2 separate regions of the Hordeum vulgare genome follow, and region 2 is linked to region 1. Evidence: chromatin contacts called from public Hi-C data. All regions are on one chromosome and are shown on one strand. Each heading gives the region's core, a stretch centred on a gene start, on an enhancer-like site or on the middle of the called end of the contact. The rest is flanking DNA. Distances are from core to core; before and after follow the strand shown.

The links. Hi-C and Micro-C count contacts between places; a contact is called where the count stands out from the background.
Region 2: a Hi-C map of leaf shows a contact between it and region 1, with 6 times the contacts expected there. The contact joins the enhancer-like site here to the promoter of LOC123444278 in region 1. A contact is called at or near these places in 3 of 6 Hi-C or Micro-C datasets (leaf and seedling).

Annotation. Positions count from the first base shown.
Region 1 is chr3H:463,376,832-463,383,635 of MorexV3_pseudomolecules_assembly, forward strand. It overlaps LOC123444278 (putative methyltransferase DDB_G0268948), which reads left to right and starts at 4,099. Exons shown (of 2, transcript XM_045120956.1): 1 at 4,099-4,583; 2 at 4,689-5,431. The coding sequence starts at 4,434. The coding sequence ends at 5,324. LOC123444277 (violaxanthin de-epoxidase, chloroplastic) reads left to right here. Exons shown (of 3, transcript XM_045120955.1): 2 at 645-2,068; 3 at 2,277-2,642. The coding sequence ends at 1,946.
Region 2 is chr3H:463,896,243-463,903,136 of MorexV3_pseudomolecules_assembly, forward strand. No RefSeq gene overlaps it. Among protein-coding and RNA genes, the nearest start is that of LOC123444283, 280 kb to the right of the region's middle. Within about 2 kb of position 1,854, at least 2 of the 3 cell types and tissues checked have open chromatin away from gene starts, as enhancers often do. A contact at or near this core is called in leaf, where this site is marked.

The sequences.
Region 1 (6,804 bases), core at 2,849-5,348:
TGCGGCCCTGTGAGTGTTACTTTGGAATGTGAAGTGATTTTACCGATTTCCTGCTGCGCATACTTCACAATTTTGCATACGGTAAACAATTAGTGCCATCTGCACTGTCTGAACAGGATCAACAGCTTCAGTTTGGACACTGCTAATGTTTGAACTTTGAACTTGTTGTTTTGGCCTCAGTTGCTAATCCTTGAATTATGAAGCATATGACTAGTATCATCATCTCGGTTCAAAATGCTTAAATTGTTTATTATTGAATAATATATGGAGTGCTACGGTTCAGATACATTTCTGCAGGTGAGCATGACCTGTGCAGTTTTCGGCTTTTCGTTTGCTTTCCTTCAATAAAAAATCAAGTGCAACACCTTATTTCTTTTGAGGATAAACCTATGTGCTGGCATTACTAGAATCTACTCCCTCCATTCCTAAATATTTGTCTTTTTAAAGATTCAACTACGGACTACATACGGAACAAAATAAGTGAATCTACACTCTAAATTATGTCTATATACATCCGTATGTAGTCCGTAGTGAAATATCTAAAAAGACAAATATTTAGGAACTGAGGGAGTAGATGCTAATTTATACAGTCTCACAAATCAGTTTACTGCCTAGTATAATCTTGCATCTTTGTTTTTCATTAGGCTGATAGGTTGAAGTGGGTTGATGAAGGGTTTGAAATGCTTGTGTTCACTGACAAGTCGATTGACCATGATGATCTTAGGAAAGAATTGTCTCATTGTGATATGCTAGTCAATGTTGCAATAACAGGCCAGGAGTCTGTTCAGTGGCTTACACAAAACAGTAAGAACATCCCGAATGTACTTTGCTTTCAGTCATCTCCGTCCTTAGTAAACAAGCTAGGAGGCACATCTGTTCAATACACTGGAGAGCAGGACTTCTTTGGCAAGCTAATCAATGTTGGAAAACCAAGTGGAACAGAGGAATCAACTGAAGTTCTCAAGACGATATCCAATGCCTGGGAAAGGCACAACTCAGATGACATTAGGTTTTGCTTGCTTGTTGTGGTTAATGCATACATAAGACCGGTCGCTATGCTGAAAAACCTTAGGGCAAAAGGTCTCTCTACCCTAGGCTGTATGATAAAAAACTGCGGTCCTCAAATACTGAATTGCTTGTTTGATCCCGACTGTAGGAAAGCCATTCAGTGCTTGAATTCTTGCTCTCCAACTGACCAGGTCTGCAACTATCGCTGCATTGCATCGTACGAGAGTCCGCATCTAGAGGCTTTTTCTCTCTGTGTTTTGCAAAAGAACAACTGTCTTGAGCTCAATGCTGAGATCCCTAGTAAACCCTCTGTAACCCCGCTATCAGTGTTCAGAGAAGAAAAGCTTAGCCATGAAGTTGCGGAAGATTTGTTTGTCGGTTGGCTGGACAGCTTGGAGTGGAGTTGGAGAGTTGTAGCTGGACAAAATCCAGCATATGACCAATTCCCATGCCAGTATCAATTATTCTACAGAGGGAAAGCTAAAGGTTCATTTTGGTATGAGCCAATTTTTCAGGTCAGGACCCTGGAAGGGAAGCTGGTTTGGAGGCGTAGAAAGTACAGAGTGAAAAGAGCTAGCATCCCTGGTACATTTTATTTCAGTGTGCTGGATAATGGTGTGGTTTCAAAAGAGTTTTGGACAGTTGTCGATGTTTCGGATGATTTCAGCTGGGGTCTGTTCCATTACCATGGAGCTGCTCAGGCTGCTGGACAATCATACACTGGAGCAGTGCTTGTTACCCCTGATGGGTCTTATCCTGATGGGGACAACCCAAGATTGGACTCTGCTTTGGAGAAATGTGGTATCAAGAAATGGGAGCTTTTTATGGTTGACAACTGCTCCTGCACGGGTGCGCCTTTGGGAACTCCCGAAGGTTCACGGCTGCATTACCAGATTGCTCCAGGAAAAGAAGCTGATATTATGCAGAGAATTCTCTGATGAATTGTTCACACAGCATGAAAGGGGAAATTTCTTTCCCAACTGATGTACATGTGCACCTCTACTTACACGGCTGTAAAGAATGGCGGCGCATCTTGCCAAATGGAACTTATTTGTAACTGGTAGGTATATTTTCTCATTCTTACATATACTGCTACTTGTCATATAATACATCACCTTTCTTGTTGCCATCATCATGCCCAATGCTTAATAACATAGATAAAGGGTTCCAAGTCAATAAATAAACTAATTCGATACAAGATTGTTCAGTAAAACTCTCCTGTGTTTCCAAATTGTCAATTGGGTTTTCTGCTTTTCTCATCATGACAGGTTGAGAGCATGCGGTGTTCAAGGGGTGTCTTCAGTACCTGTATAAATCCTGGATGCTCACACATAGCAGGACATAGGCCCGCATCCTGTGCTCGCTATGCCAGTCCCACTGTCCCCGATCTCCAACAACAGCCTCTCTGCAGTCTGCTGATGCCCCATTTCGTCCGCTGTACAATTACCTTGTGCAGTAAACGTTGCTCGTAGAAACTTGTACATTTATAGGAGAGTGTTATGTGACGCCTGTTGTTACGGTGCTTATATCTTTTACTGCCTGTTGTAAACCTGTAGTCAAAACAAGCCATTAGTTTGTAGATAACCAATGAACCAAATACTCTCTCCGTTCCTAAATATAAGTCTTTTTAGATATTTCACTAGAAGACTACATACGGATGCATATAAACATATTTTAGAATATAGATTCATTCATTTTGCTTCGTGTGTAGTCTCTAGATGAAATCTCTAGAAAGACTTATATTTAGGAACGAAGGGAGTACTAAATAGTTAATGCATGTGTTGTTGTAATGTTTAAGCATCTTGAAGTGTTCTCACTTAGAGCATCCTAGTAGACACCGTAAAAGGGTCGAACCTGCAAAATTCCGGCCAGTATACGGGTTTGGTCTGTTTTAGTGGTTAGAACAGACCCTGTCTCGTATGTTCGGCCCGTAAATTTTTTACCGCGGCCCGCAAAAAGACCCCTCGAGCCGGCATATATATGGTTTTACAGCGCGTTTACGGGTCGAACCCTAACCTCCATCACCGTAGCTCCGCCGCGATTCAAACACCCACTCCGCCCTAATTTCTCGTCGTCGGCGAGACAAAAAAACCACCAGCGGGCTGTCCCGACCATGGACGGCCATGGAAATGGAGGGGATGACGCCGAGCGTCGTCGCCGCCGCGTCTCCGACGCCGCACGCAAGCCGGGATCCCGGAGGTGGCTGAAGTATGGCCTCCGGCCGCCGCAGGCTTTCGAGCGTCACGAGCTCGAGGCGTACGAGCTCGCGGCTCGACGCGTCGGCTCCTTTGCTGCTGGGAGTTCGTTCGCGGGCGCGTCGTCCTCGCGGACCATAACTCCGGTGAGGAGAAGGGCGGAGGAGCTTGGGCCGCTCGCCGTCAAGCTCGAGGACGACGTCGACGAGCTGCGTGGAGGGGTCATCGACCCCGAGGATTACCTCCCCCCTCGGGGTGGGAGGATCACCTCATGCGCCATCATGGAGCGCTCGGTGAGGGAAGCGGTGGAGGACGCCGCGCGCAACCGTCGCTAGCTGGAGATCGAGCAGATCTTCCTCGAGCAAGGGGTCACGGCGTCGCAGGCGAGTGTGTCCAAGGAGGCGGACCTGCGCATCCTGAAGGCCGAGCAGGACAAGATGTGGATCGACCTCGACTCCACCTCCGATGAGGAGTAAGCTCCTCCTGCTCCTCCGCCGCGCCGTCGTCGCCGCACCCGTCCTTTTTGGTAGCATTGGGTCGGGTACGTTGCACGGCCCTCAGACCCTCCCCCTAGTAGTAGTATGCCGAACTAATGTAGTTTGATGAAGAACTGATGTAATTTTTACAATAACCATGCCTATGTTCGATGAATGATGTAGTAGTTGCTTCCCGCGAGCACTTTTTTCTTCAAATTTTATAATTTCATATACAGGGTCTGCAACGCAACATTTCGTCCCGTAAAACCTTACTTTATCGAATTGTAAAACGGTACACGTTTACATGTCGTGATTTTACAGTGTTTGTTAGATATGGTCTTATGGGTGCTGAAGCATATTGTGGATGCTCAGATAGTTCAGTTCGGTGCATACAATCATGTTGGCGAAGCAAAAATGGTGTGCACCACACAAGCTGGAGTAAGCAAAGTCGCATACGTCTGGTTGACCTGCTTTATACCCGAAACCCACAGGTTTCATTCAGATGTGATGCGTTCCAATGGATACGTGGCAGTGTAAAGTCTGAGAAACAAATTGCTGCAGTTTACAATTCTGAATCCTAGATTCCTACTGTAGTGGATAATTCATGGCTACATTTTTATATGGATCATGTGACCACATTGACTTTGACTTTGACTCTGACCTCCGTGATAATAGTCTATAAATTCCATCCAGATCCAGCCCTTCAACTGCAATTCGCACTTTATAGACCGACGGTTGATAGCAGAGCACAAGAATGGCGGGGCTGTATGAGAAGCCGTCGGAGACGTACGCCGAGAAGCGGCCGCGGTACCCCGAGGAGTGGTTCTCCAAGCTCGCCTCCCTCACCGCCGGCCACCGCCGCGCCTGGGACGCCGGCTGCGGCAGCGGCCAGGCCTCCGTCAGCGTAAGCCTCCAACCCTTTAAGCCACGCCGTCTGTTTGTCTGATCTGAACTCTGAGATGAGTCGAGCGAGCACCTGAAAAAACGAACCCCCCTCCCTCCTCCTCAGATCGCGGAGCACTACGACGGCGTGGTGGCGACGGACGTGAGCGAGGGCCAGCTCCGCCACGCCATCGCGCACCCCAAGGTGCGGTACCTGCACACGCCGGAGGGCCTCCCGGAGGACGAGCTCGTCGCGCTGGTCGGCGGCGAGGGCTCCCTGGACCTGGTCGTCGTGGCGACCGCGATCCACTGGTTCGACGTCCCGCTCTTCTACGCCGTGGTGAACCGCGCCCTCAAGAAGCCCGGCGGCGTGCTCGCCGTGTGGGGGTACAACTACGACATCCACCCGTTCGGGGAGAAGCTGCAGGGGACGCTGTACCCGGCCATGCGGCCGTACATGGACCCGAGGACGAGGCTGGCCATGGAGCGGTACCACGAGCTGCCGTTCCCCTTCGAGCCCGTCGGGGTGGGCCGCGAGGGCGAGCCGGCCGATGTCGACATGGAGGCGGAGATGACGCTGGAGGACCTGGCCGGGTTCGTGATGACCGGCTCCGTCGCGACGACGGCCAGGGAGAGAGGGGTGGACCTGGAGGCGCTGGTGAAGGATGTGATGAAGGAGATGGAAGAGGGGTGGGGGGATCTGCCGACGGTGCCCAGGAAGCTTGTGTTCAAGGCCTTCATGCTGGCTGGGAGGCCCATGTGACGTGATGATGAGCTGCTGGGTGTGGTGAATTGTGATCAGTGACCTTTGTTTTCTCTTGGTCAGAATAACATGTACGTTCCTAAATATAAGTCTTTTAAGCGATTTCACTAAGGGTCTACATACGGAGCAAAATGATTGAATATATACTCTAAAGTATGTCTATATACATCCGTATGTAGCCCACTAGTGAAATCTCTACAAAAACTTATATTTAGGAACGGAGGGAGTAGAGTAAAAGTTGACTGCTTATTACTCCATCCGTTTCAAAATCTCTACTATCAAAGCAAAGTTGTTGGTTCGCCTCATGACGGGGTAATGGCGCCGGGTATATCAAAGTGGAGGAAATCTCACTCCAACACATTTAGGCGTCGGCTGCGGTTCGTCTCACCGTCGTGTTGCTGGCCGGCTAGCGCCAACGATAGCCGGCGGGTCAACGCCCGTACTAGCGTACGATGACAATCCCTTGAAGGAGCATGCATGGTTAAAGTGCGTGTTGACAGATCCGACGAGGCTACAGGGCGCCATGATGCAAGCATGACAAGGCTATAGGGGCATCGACACCATGATGCAAGCATGACAAGGCTATAGGGTCATCGATCACTTTCGAGGCTGATTGGGCGAGCCCGTTCTCTAGCAAAGCCTGTGCCTACCAACTCCTTGACGACCGGCGTGCTTACCGCTGTGGTGCTTGACCAGCGGGTCCGTGTCAGACAATACTCGACAACAGATGGGCCCACAGCCAGCCAGAGAGGCTCGCAGCCGGGTCCCGACCCTTCTTTTCCCCCACTATTGTAATCCAAACCCTAGCCCCCACATAGAGGGGTTGGTTTGCTCCCGAATACTCACAACACTCCACATTACACACCCCATAGAGGTAGCGAGACTCGTAGCGAGAGCTCTATCTTTCTACTCATGAACAGCTTAAGGACGCGCCTATATTGTGATCACCTATAGTCACACGAGCAGGATTAGGGGTTTTACCTCATCGGAGGGCCTTGAACCTGGATAGATCGACGTCATATGTCTTGCACCTTCATCTGTTCCCAGACGCCGCCGGCGCACGTCAGTCCCAAACTACGAACTAAGTCATCCCCTCGCATCTGTCGTGGAAATACCACGACAGTTGGCCTCACCATGGGCCCGATAGCAACGTCGGCCGGAGTAACGTTTCGGGCGGGACCCTTCACCCTTTTTGACGTGCTCGTGGCGCACGGCTTTGTCATGGGCTACGGTGGCGCTCGACTGCGTCAACGACAATGCCCACTGCCTCGAGGACGTGGACTTCCCCATCGATGGCTCCATCGTCCCATTCGGCTCGCACCATGTCTACGTCGCGGTCGTCCTCGACGAGTACCCCGCCGAGGTGCTCAACTGCGACGAGCTGCCATCGTCTGACAACGACGACCTCTCCATCAACCTCGACGACCTCTGCACCCACGTGGAGGTAATGTCTATCATCTCGCTGGGTAGTACATCAGCG
Region 2 (6,894 bases), core at 604-3,103, 520 kb after region 1:
AATATCTTCATGAATTCTAGAATGTTCATGATTTTTAAAAATCGTTCAAAATTTGAGGAAATATGATCACAAAGAAAAATGATTATGGCAAAAAAAGAAAAAGGAAAGGGAAAAGGAACGAAAGGACAAAAAAGGGCAAATGAAAAATAAAAAGCTACATAAATTAAAAAGAAACCAAAAAAATTAAAGATAGGAAATAATGAAGAAATAGAAAAACTCGTGTAGATGAAATCCAAAATGTACCATCAAAAAATAAAATCTCAGATTGTAAGCTAGGTCATTAACAAGCTTGCGGGATACTTGCTAGCATCAAATTGGCGACCAAATGCATAGGGGCGCCCCAGCTTGGTCGTCTCATCCGCAAGGGCACTCTAGCAAGCGCCCTAAGATTCTTAGGCAATTATTGAACCCACAATCTATTTCTACCATTTTTGAATTTGTGGTTGATATTTTAGAAAACATGGAATTTGTTATATAAAGTAAACATTCAATAAAATTTGATAACATTTTCAAAAAATACGAACATGTTTTTTCTAACATATGATTTTATGAGCATCTATAAATGTTTTTTGATAAGGCAATCATTTCTTAGAAAACACGAATGTATTTAGAACACTAAAACTTCTTTAAATTATAATACAAAATGTCAGAAACTATGAATGATTTTGCGTGGGCACATTTTTTCGAAAAACTAATTACTTGTTCGTAAACACGGATATTTTTGGACTTTATCGGGATTTTTGAAAACAAACAACATTTTTCTGAATTTCTAATACTTTTTTAATTTTAAAAGTTCAATGTAAAATAGGAAAGCATACGGGCGCAGAACCCCCTTCCCCGCTGTCCAGACCCATACGCGAGCTAGACCACAACCTGTTTTCTGGGTTTTTTATGTTTTCCATTTTTTTTTGTTTATACTTTAGAATATTTAAAATATATTTATTACAAAAGTCTACAAATATTTTTTGGAAAAATTTGAATAGACATTCGAACAATGTTGAACAAGTATTTAAAAAAGGTATCAAGCATTAGGGAAATGTTGAACAAGTATTTAAAAAATATTGAATAAGTATTAGAAAAAGGTTGATTGAGTATGCGAAAAAGGTTGAACAAGTAGGTATTTGAAAATGTTGAACAAGTATTTGGAAAAATATCTATGATGTATACAGAAATATTAAACATGTATTTACAAAATGTCGAATAATTATTTTAAAAATGGTGAACACGAAAAAATATTGATCTTGTATATAAGAATTTAGAATGAAAAACAAAAAAGAAACTAAGAACAAAAACAAAAAATGAAAAACAAAAAATGAAGCAAATAAACCAAATGAAAAAAGCTTAAGAAATAAAATAAGGAAAAACCCGGAGAATGGAAAAGAAAACGAGAAAACCCTGGAGAAAGCCTGGTTCTTTTCCTCTTTATAGGTACGATTTGTGCTACTACTATCATGAACCGAAAGTCAATCTACTGGCTTGATGTAGTTGCTCTAAGCCAAGAGACGACGGCTTGAATCCGAGCTGCGTTCCATTTTCTGTTAGTGCGTTTTTCCTCCTACTCTATGCGTTCGTGAGTGTGCCTGCCCGATTAGCGTAGTCTAAGCGAACGATCTTTTCATCTACTCTCTCCATCCCAAAATAATTGTCTCAACTTTATACTACCTTTAATATAAGAATTATACTAAGCTTAAGACACTTATTTTCGAACGGAGAAAGTAGTTTTTTTTAGACAAATCTTTCCTTCTAGCTTAAACTGAGAAATAGTCGTAACGTTGCAAATGGACGCACAACCCTCCTCCCCGCTGGGCAGGACCATTTTTTTTCTGTTTTTCAGACCATAAAAATAGGAAAATGCTATTTGACGCATCTTGCGTCAAAGTGTCGGGGTATCGCACAGGCGTATGAAGGGACAGGATGGCCCATAAGGATTCCACTGATTGCGGTTTTGGGAACCTGCTGGAAGGTTTCAAGCGGTTTTTTCCGGTTTTGTGGACCTTCCATAAGGTTCTTGAACCTTTTTTTTTGTTTCTGTTCGTTTTTGTTATCCACTATTTTTTCAGTTTTTTCTTCTGTTTTGTATCCTTTTTCTTTCTTTTTTATTTTTTCTTTTTAATAGTTTTAGTTTCTCAAGTTTTTTTAACAAATATTCATAGTTTCAAAACTTGGTTATTTTTCTAGATTCCAACTTTGTTCACAACTCGAAAAATGTTCATGGTTTCAAAATTTGTTCACAATTCGAAAAAAAGTTTCCGATTACAAAATTTCTTCCGGACTTTGGAAAATGTTCCAGAAATTGAAAAAATGTTTGAAATTTGAAAAAAATGTTCCGGAGTTTGGAAAATGTTCGGAATTTGAAAAAAAGTTTTAGAATATAAAAAACTGTTTCAGAATCTGAAAAAATGTTTCGGAGTTTGAAAAAATGTTCTAAATTTGAAAGAATGTTCCGAAAATACAAACAATATACCGGAATTTGTAAAAATGTTCTGGAATTTGAAAAAATGTTCCGAAATTATAAAAAAGTTTCTGAAATTTTAAAATGTTCCGGAATTTGAAAAATATTCCGGTATTTTAAAAAATGTTCCGGAATTTGAAAAGAATTTCTGCAATTTGTAAAATGTTTGAGAATTTCAGAAATGTTCCGGAATTTGAAAAAATGCTCCACATATTAAAAAATGCTCCATATTTGAAAAAATGTTCTTGAATTTGCCAAATGTTCCGGAATTTGTTAAAATGTACTAGAATTCAAAAAAATGTTCCAGAAGTTGACAGTTTTTCCGGAATTTTAAAAAATGTTCCAGAATTTGAAAAAATATTACGAGATTTTCAAAGTGATTTTTTACATATTTTATAAAAATATTTCTGTTTTTAAATTTTGTTCTCATAATTCAAAAATTGTTTGTGCTTAAAAAATGTGATCATGCTTTCAAATTTGTTTGGGATTTTTCAAAATTGTTGTCCTTTTCAAAATTTTGTTCTCAAGATTCAAAAAATGTTCACGCTTCCAAAAAATTCATGTTTTTTTGAAAATTCTTCTTTAAATTCGAATAATGTTTTCGCTTTAAATAGAAATTTGGTCACGCTTTTCAAATTTGTTTGCGATTTTTCAAAAAAAAAATCACCTTTTCAAGATTTTGTTCTCGAGATTGAAATAATGTTTGTACTTTGAAAAATATTAGAGCTTTCAAATTTGTTCACGAGTTTGCAAAACTGGTCTCGGTTTCAAAACATGTTCTCAAGATTCAAATTATTATTTGTTCTTTAAAAAATTGTTTGCGCTTTCAAATTTTTTCCCCGTTTAAAAAAAAGTTCATGTTTTAAAAAATGTTTATGGTTTCAAATTTGTTCACAGTTTGAAATATTTTCATAATTTTAGTTTTTGGTGACGAATTTAAAATTTATTGATATTTCAAAATTTGTTCACAGTTTAAAAAATGTTGCAGTCTCAATATTTATTCACAATTCAAAAAATATTCACTGTTTCATAAATTTGTTCATAATTCGATTTTTTTCCAACAAATAGTGAAACTCCTAATAACGCGTTTCTATGAAACAGTGAAATACCTGGTAGTATTTTTAAACAGCTGAACCTGCAGAAAACAACAAAACAATACATAGAAACAAGTGAACCAGCGTCAAGCAGCCAAAACCCGCGAGTAGGCTTCCCGAGTGCGAAGCCACACCTATTGGACGCAGAATGCGTCCATTAGGACTGCCCATAAAAATATACGCTGGTACTGAGAATCAAACACGGGACTTTCTTAGGGCTTGTACAATAATTTATAAGATAGTCTTATATTAAGTTTTGTATGTAATTTAGAGATGATAAAAAAGTTTTATAATGGGTCATCTCTTAGCCTTATATTTAATAACTAGTTATTGTAAAAATGTAGTAAGACATATTATGCTAAGAGATCATCTATTGTCTTCTCTTAAATAAGAAAAAACAAAAACCTTTCTTATGAATTCTCTCTCTTCACTTCAGGATTTATCCTATGTGACACTTCTAAAATAGCATTATTGTACATGTCATGTGCCACACCGCAATAAGCAATCCGCCATGCGAACTTGATGTGCGCACTTCCATATTTTCTTTATCTTCATTACATTTTCTATATTTCTAAAAAAAAACCTTTTTCCATTTTTTGTTTACCTTCTTTGTTGTTTTTTCCATTTTTCGTTTTCTTTTTTTATGTTTTTTGTTCTTCATTTTCCTTTTCCTTTTTTCCGTCTTCTTTTTCTTCTTCCCTCTTTCTCATTCAATGAACTTTCTTCAAATATGCCAGCATTTTTCAAACATGATAATTTTTTTGTAATTTAATGAACTTTATCAAATTTGATGATTTTTTCAACTTTAATGAATTGTTTTCACATTCATATTTTTTTCTTAATATTGATGTATATTTAAAAAATTGATAGAAACTAACAAATTTGAAGAAATTTGCTAAATTCGATGATTTTCTAAAATTCATCAGTTATTCAATTTCTATGAACTTTTTAAAATTCGATGAACCCTTTTCAAAATTGATGATTTTTGTTTCTTCAAATTTGTTATTTTTTTAAAGACGATGGACTTTTGTGTATATTGATGAATGCTTTATAAAATCATTGACCTTTTTCTACAAAATGATGAACTTCAATGAACTTTGTAAAGTTTGTTTATAATTTTCTTCGAAGATCATGATTTTTTTTCTCGAAATCAATGGACATTTTTTAAAAGAATTGTTTTTCAGCAATAATGAACTTCGTCTCAAAATCAAATATTTATCAAACTTGATGAATATTGTTGTCAAAATTGATGAACTTTTTTCAATATTGATGAACGCTTTACAAAATCGATGATTTTTTGTAAAATAATGATGAACTTTGATGACCAATTTAAAGTGTGTTTATACTTTAAAAAAATGATGAACCTTCTCTCGAAGTCGATGAAATTTGTTAAATTCATGATTTATTTAAGATAAATAAAAATTCTAAGTGATAAAAAATAGCGAGGCCACTTGTTTTTATATTTTGAGCGCTGTTATTAGTCACAAGTTTCAATGGTTGTAGTGGCTTCCAAATGTCACTCTCACACGTCGTTACTTGGTGCATTCTTAGCCGTCACCACGTGTCATGGACGGTTCCTCCAGATTTTGTTTGTTATATTATTTTTCACCACGCGTTTTCGGTTTTTTAGATGGTTTTTTGTTGGGGGTTTTCAGCTTTCCGGTTTTTCACCACTCTTCTTATCTTTTTGAGGAAAATATTTTTTCATTTTTTTGCGTGAAAAACGTGTTTTTTCCTTCCTTGATTGGCACAGTTTTGCTTCGAGGAGAGGCTTGGATTTGCTTTCACGAGAGAAACGACTGTGCCTTTAGGAATAAAAAACGTGTTTTCCTTCCATGAGAGGCATGACCGTGCCTTGAAACAAAAAAACAATTTTTTACCTTTCACAAGAGGCATGGTTTTGCTTCTGCGAGAGGCACGAATTTACTTCCGCGAGAGGCATAATCGTGCCTTTTGTAAATGAAAAAAAACACATTTTTTCCTTTCGTGAGAGGCACGACTATTGTCGGGACCGTGGGACCGATGGTATCCAGGCCCATTTTTTGCGGGCCCATGCGAAACGCATGCCGAAGACTAAACATGATCCATCTTTGGACCTCGCGCCCAAGGCCCCCGCAAGGACCCCCGCCTCGCGAGCGGGATGCCTGCATGCATCGTCGGGTGCCGCGCCAAGCCCCGCCTCGCAAGGGGGGCCTCCCAAGGCATCCCTCGATGCTCTCGCAGGGCGGACCGACCAAGGGTGGCTCGATGGGGTCGTACGGTCCTGCGGTGCCACGTGAGTGACGCGTGTCGTGCGAGGAGGTGTGCTAGCGGGCGGAGATAAGGAGGCTTTCCCCTTTTGTGCCAAGGGAGCAGGGCAAACACGAGTTCCCGAAAGCGATCCCTAAAGTTTTTTCCTTTTCAGTGCAAGAAGACCAGGACGGGAGGATCGCGAGGGCAAGAGGTTATCCCCGAGCCCACCAATGCATCATGAAAGGAAGCTTTTGCACGCAGAGACCACTTTTGCGAGGATAGGTTGCGATCCTGCCCCCCTTCAAAACTGGCCGTTGTGACAACTCTTCTCGCCTGGATTTTTTGGGGGAAGAGGACTAGGGCCAGTACAAAGGAGGACGTGCCGCAATCATAGAGAGGGGAGGCACTCTTGTAATCTCTTTTGCACCCAACCAATCGAGAAGCAGGAGTAGGGTCTGACACTGCAAGGTGGCCCGAACCTGGGTAAATGGCTATGTCTGATGTCCCTATTCCTTAGCTCGATCGCGCTGGAGCGTTGCCATGAGGTAACGCTGTAGAGTAGGGCAGAAGAACTTGCGCACCCTAGAGTTCAAACCTCTTCGGGTCCCCGGAGCCCTGAATCCGACATTTGCCGCACCACGTAGGGGTGAGCTGCGATTCTTCGGCTTCATCTTGGCTCCAGATCGGCCCACTTGATGGTTGACACCCGTCGTGTTCATGCTGAGCGCCAGGTGGCCCGAGTCGCCCAGACTGCGCTAGTTAGCCACAGCAGTGACGACCACCGCCCCTTTGTCGGTGAAGCAACTTGCACTGTCGTCGACCCTATTGGCCGCGAACAGCAAGACTCCTCCTTCCACCCCTCCGTGCAGGAGGACGGCAGCACCGCCACGGCTTCCTCTCCTCACGCCCACCTTGAGCATGTGAATGCTCAAGCTGCACTACTCATGGCAAGTGAGCTGCTTCGCTATCGCCCGGCAAACGACAGCTATGACGCCTGGCTGGGAAGCATCACCGAGCTCGTCACGACCGTCAGAGAGGCCCCGTCAACCTCCTGCTCGCTTCGCCCTCCTCCGTCTCGTCCTAGGGACGTGGCCCACGGAGCTCCTCGGTCACCTC